Linked DNA regions of Mus musculus: region 2 is linked to region 1. Evidence: chromatin contacts called from public HiChIP or PLAC-seq data. All regions are on one chromosome and are shown on one strand. Each heading gives the region's core, a stretch centred on a gene start, on an enhancer-like site or on the middle of the called end of the contact. The rest is flanking DNA. Distances are from core to core; before and after follow the strand shown. Region 1 has its middle 57 kb from the start of Gm23186. Region 2 overlaps Arid1b (AT rich interactive domain 1B (SWI-like)).

Region 1 (2,753 bases), core at 76-2,575:
AAGAAAAAGTGCAAAATTAGGTGATGGAAAAAATGCGTTCTTTGGTCAACACATGGTCAAAGGTTGGAGATTCGGTTCATCCAGTCTGTCTCATCCTATCTGTGCATCTTTGAAGATGGTGAGGGACAAAGATTTCTTGGAATTGGTTGTGTTTTAAAGGTAGCAACATCTATTTCTACCTGAAGAAAGAAACACAATAACCATTTCCTTATTCTTATCTCTGACCATCATAGATATTCTTCCTTATAATTACGTGGACTATTGCTGTCATGGCCGGCATTTTCACTACTTACCATTATGGGTATTTAGAGGCTCATAAAATGTGAGCTTCCTCAATGCTTAAACAGCACAAGAGATAAATCAGAGTTTTGGCTGTGTGGAGGAAACCTAACTGAGAACAGCTGGAGAGCTCTCTTGACTAAATATTTACAAAAGGCATGATTATTTCACTGAGTGACATTGTGTGAAGATAACAATTTATCAATCATCTTACTTAACACCAATCCCCACGGGACGGGCCGCATTCCCACTTAACAATAAGAATCTATTGTATGCTAATTAATTTACTTATTTTCACTTCGGGTTATTTTAGACACATTTGCCCTTGTGTTTTTATAACAGCTCATATTACACAGAGACCAAACAAATGTTTTATAGGCAGAGAAGGTTGGGGGAAGCACAACTAAGGATCAGTCTTGGCTCACATTTGGTCCTCAGGGGCCCAGGGTGAGAAGAACGGATGTGTAGAGGCACATCCTGCCTATTTGGTTGCAGATCCTGCTGCTAATTTCGAAGATATTCTAGGGAAAATAAAAAGACAGAGGCCAACAGCATTCTAAATTTAAATATAAAAGTTTTATATTTAAACTTTAAAAAAAAAATTTTTTTTCAAAAATTTCTCCCTGGTGGATGAAGCAACAACTCCCCCCACTCCTTCTAAGGTCTCAGTGACAAACCAAAAGTTCAAGTCCACAAAGGCCCCCGCGGAAGACTAGTAAGTTCAGTGAGCTTATTTACAGACCATACATGAGGACTGTGGGAGACCCCAATGCAGCCTCACTGCAAAGTCTTCACCCACCATGATGATGGTGCCTCCCCATAATAGCACCAGACTCCAAGGCCTCCTGGAGTTAAGGCAGACTACAAACAACTGGTTGGAAGGGGTAGCTGGATACTTAAGAGCACAATGACCATCTCTGGTCCTCCTTCTGTGAGGGAGCAGCCACATCAACAAGCCCAGCTGTGATGGCTTTTTGCACACAGGCACAGCTGAACTCCTGCAAATGGCAGTTGTTTGGCTGAGCCTCACAGTTAGACACAGCTGTGATTTCCCACACCCGAAGCAGCTATGAGGCAAGCCTCACCCAAGCATAGTTCCTGTACACCATAGCCCTTAGTCTCCTGGGAAAATCCAGAGAACCCAGCTGACCACATAGACTAAGACTCTCTGCAGAGCCAACTGGAAGCAGAATTCTGGGACATTGGCTGTGGTATCCACACACACAGACCTTCCAGAACCTTGACTTAATACAGAATATGTAGACTGTAAAAGCACAAGATGAGGGCAAGATTTGTCACAAAGATGGGTGACAAGGTTTCTCTTGTATCCCCAAATACCACACCTCTGTTGTCCAAACCTGTGTGTTGTTGTCACTTGACAAGGTCTAAGAGAAAGAAATGCTAGCCCACACAACCAGCAGGAATTCACTAGCCAGTACTAAGCTGGCTCTTGAGGAACTGGGGATACAAAGGGAGTGGGGGGCGTTCCTCCTCTACAGGGGGCACAGATGAAGGTCCTGTGATGAGAGCCCAAGAGCTAATGCCATCCAGCTCCCTCAATCCTCTAACTCCTCCTCCTGCCCTGGAAGTTGAGGAAATTGGAATCCACATGAAAAGTAGTGATAGAGATATATGCAGGCCAAAGTCTGTACAGAGTGACAACTTAAGAAAAAACTCCCACAGTAACGTCCCTTGTGACAGTATTCTAGAACTGAGCTCTTTCAAAACAAATTGAGAGATATTAAGAAAACTAACACAAGGCATGCAAGAAAAACAAAAGTCAGATTTGGAAAAACCTAGAAATAAAGGAACAAACTTTTTTTAAAATTACAAATAAAACATAATCACTTTATAAATTAAATTACAAGAAACAAAAGAATAAACACAATTAGAAATACCTTCTGAACATCAAAATGTTTTTAACAAAGGAGTGTAAAAAGCAAATGTTAAGGAGTCTACAGAAGATGAGAAACAATGCAGACAACCAGAAATAATTTAACATATGAATGTTACCAGTCCCCATAAAGGGGAAACCAAAGCAAAGGAGAAGAAACAAACTTAAAAATGCTTGATGCTTCCAGAAGACCCATATTTGATCCCAGAACCCACATGACAGTTCACAACTGCCTGTAAGTCCAGCTCTAGGCGATCAGATGCCTTCCTCTGACTTCTATAGGTACCAAACAGGTATATGGTGTACAGAAAGGCATTCGGGTAAAACACTCCATGCACATAAATTTAAAATAAATCTTTCCTTTTTTGTAACTCAAAATAATCTTCCTTAAGGAAAATATGTGCAATCACACATTGAGAGAATCCCAGGATTCCTGAGAATATCAAACCAGAACTATCAACTCCAAGTCATTTGTTGATAAATATGATGTGCTTTAAAGAAAAAAGGAGGGAGTAAGGTAGGTATGAGAGTCAGAAGGCGAGGACGGGCAAAGGCTGGAGGAGGAAATGGGGGTATGATG
Region 2 (2,753 bases), core at 161-2,660, 600 kb after region 1:
CAAACCCATGAGTCTGTGAGGACCACACCACACTACCTTTGGACTCTAAAAATATAACAACATGGAAAAAATAATGATTTAATTAATTTCTTTGGGGTGGGCCTCTGACTCTCTGGTGTTCTGTCTCTGTGTCCTGCTGTACAGGAGCCACGGGAGCCTCTCGTTCCCTCAGACCTGCAGTCTCTCCTAGGAATGAATTTGAGAGGCTGTGGGGCTTTCTGCACAATCATGAATTGAAATCTCCAGCACCCACGTAAAAGCTGGTTTGTGGATATTCCCACAGCTCCAGTGCCATGGTAGCCTAGACAGGAGAATTTTTAGTTTGCTAGATAGCCAGCCTAGCCAAGTATGTGAGCCCCACATTCAATAAGAAAGGCCTCATCTCAAAGTTAAGCTGGGGAAGACTCTGACACCGTGTGCACCTGTGCATGCACACACAGCACAAAAATGAATTCGGGCAGGCAGGGGACCGAGTGGAGGCTGTGTTGTAAGGTGGCAGGTAGAGAGATAATGAGTGGAAGATAAATAGCACAGTCTTTGTATATTTCTGCCCACCTGCTGCCTCATAGCGCTGGGACATTTATGTCCACAGAAAACATTTTCTTACAGCTCTAATTAGTTGTAAATAAAGTTGTTCATTCTTCAAGTTGTTCATTGGTCTGTGAATTTAGACCAATATCCATGGAGACCACTGTTGCCAGGGTAGCAGCAGCGGGTGGTCCTGTTGTCACCACCACTGACCTGTGACTTAGTGGTGCAGCAAGTCAGCCTGCTGTGAGATCCCTTAACCCATGGAGCCGGCCTTGCCTGCTGCTTACCACCTGCCTCGGACAGGGCACGTGATCTCGGACTAGGCTGACTCTATCTGAGTCTTTGACCGTGGTACCCAGTGTGTCTGAGGCTCTGTTACTCTCCATGTACATTGCTGTGTGTAAATCTTTTACTAACCCCTGGTACTGTAACACTAGCTGGGCTGTCCCTCCCATTTAGCTCCTACACATCTGTGGTGTGTGACTGTTTCCATGAGATGGATTCCTAGGTTTAGTGAGTCAAAGAATGGGAATAAAGTGCCTCTATCATCTTGTCCTGTATAGCAGAGCTCCAAACTCAGACTTCAGTTAGCAGAACCACTATGTCACATGGCTGTGTCGTCAGGAGGCCTCTGGGGTGGCTGATGTCAGCAGAGTCTTTACTGGGGACCCAGTTGGAGTCTGGGACCTTTCTGTGGGGTTTCTTGGGTGTCCTTGCTACAGAAGGTAAAATCCAGGATCCAAGATAAACCCTGTTGCAAGCTCAAGCAAGTGTTTGCTGGAGTCCATTTTCCTGAGCCGGTTGGTCAACACTGGCCATGTGGCCTATCCCAGCGTCATTATAGGAGGGGACAGCATGGGCTGTGAATACAAGCAGATGTGTTTCTGTGTGTGCCAGGGATGGCTGCCCACAGCAGGTGCGGGCAGCAGTTAAATGCACTGGCAGGAGTGTGGGGTGTGGCTCCTGCTTACTAAGCTGACTCTTACAGCTGCCTCAACACCTGCCAATCAGATCATAACTTGATGTTTTTCTAATTTTCCATAAGGCCGCAGGTCTATCACGCGTTGAGTGACCGTTTAGTCTCCTTTCCCTGCAAACATGATTTTCATGACTTTGATACAGTATCTACTTTCTGTGGATTTTTTTTTTTAAGGAGCTCTGTGGATTAGAGAATTAAACCACTTAACTTTAATTATGCCACTTGACTTCTGTCTGTCTTTGTTTTTCCATCTGCAAAATGGAAAGTAATCTCAAAACTGGTTCTACCACAAGTTGACGTGAGATTAGACACAGGGCAAAGGTGCCAAAGTGTGATAGTCCTGCACTGGCCTCAACCCTTGTATCCGGTCCACAGTGGGACAGCATTGACTCAGAAGGCTTCAGTGACTTTCCTGCCTCACACAAAAGTAGCTATCATAGGATGAAGACAAGCAGCAGCCATGGAACAAGTATCTGGACTTAATAGAGTTTTCTCCAGGCTCTGAGCTAGTGCTCATTTGTGTATGCATTCCTTTTAGTGGTCTGCTTTTGGATAGAAATAAGTCACAGGTCACCCCATCTTCAGCTGTTATTTTAACTATAATCACATATGTATGTGCACATATGTATATGCCTCCAATGGCCAGAAGGGGGCCTCAGAGCCCCTGGAGCTAGACTTACAGGCAGCAGTGAAGCAGAGTGGCTGTAAATGCTGCCCTGCAAGTGCCCTTAGTCACTGAGCCATCTCCTCACACGCTGGGCTGTTGCAAATGCACATTTATGTCAAGGTTTTCTGAGTTTCTTGGTAAAGGTGGAGACTAAATTCATATCTCCTGTCTTGTTTACAAACTCTTCCTAAGCTGGTGTCACCTCGTTCTACAAACAGTAGTTAACACAGACCTTAGCTTTCCATGAGCTTGTGTGTTGCTGCATGAGAGGTGACCACACACCACACCTGTGACAGCAGAGATGTAGGCTCTCTGTGGGCTCAGCAGGCACTGCAGGGTAGTCTGGGCCTCAGGACTCAGCTTCTGAGTTGCAGATTCCCTTCAGGTTCGTTCAGGTGGTTGGCAGAATGCATAGGGCCAAGGTGACCATCACATTGTTGGCTGTTCTCTGTCCACCCTTCATAATGTGCCTCTTTCCATGACAAAGCTAGTAGGAGAGTGTCAGATAGGCTCCATCTTTCGCCTTCTGCCCAGATCTGAAGGGTTGCTTGGATTTTCCCCTTGGGTGAATGAGTG

The links. HiChIP or PLAC-seq counts read pairs in DNA pulled down with a chosen protein or histone mark.
Region 2: a contact with region 1 is called in an H3K27ac HiChIP or PLAC-seq map of large pre-B cells, with 2.7 times the contacts expected there. The contact joins two enhancer-like sites. A contact is called at or near these places in 1 of 115 datasets of contacts at active chromatin or transcription factors (large pre-B cells) and 1 of 9 other capture datasets (embryonic stem cells).

What each region holds. Positions count from the first base shown.
Region 1 is chr17:4,734,111-4,736,863 of GRCm38.p6, forward strand. No RefSeq gene overlaps it. Among named protein-coding and RNA genes, the nearest start is that of Gm23186, 57 kb to the left of the region's middle. Within about 2 kb of position 1,326, at least 28 of the 459 cell types and tissues checked have an H3K27ac peak or open chromatin away from gene starts, as enhancers often do.
Region 2 is chr17:5,329,426-5,332,178 of GRCm38.p6, forward strand. The region is part of intron 15 of Arid1b (AT rich interactive domain 1B (SWI-like)); the gene reads left to right. Among named protein-coding and RNA genes, the nearest start is that of Gm29050, 81 kb to the right of the region's middle. Within about 2 kb of position 1,411, at least 24 of the 459 cell types and tissues checked have an H3K27ac peak or open chromatin away from gene starts, as enhancers often do.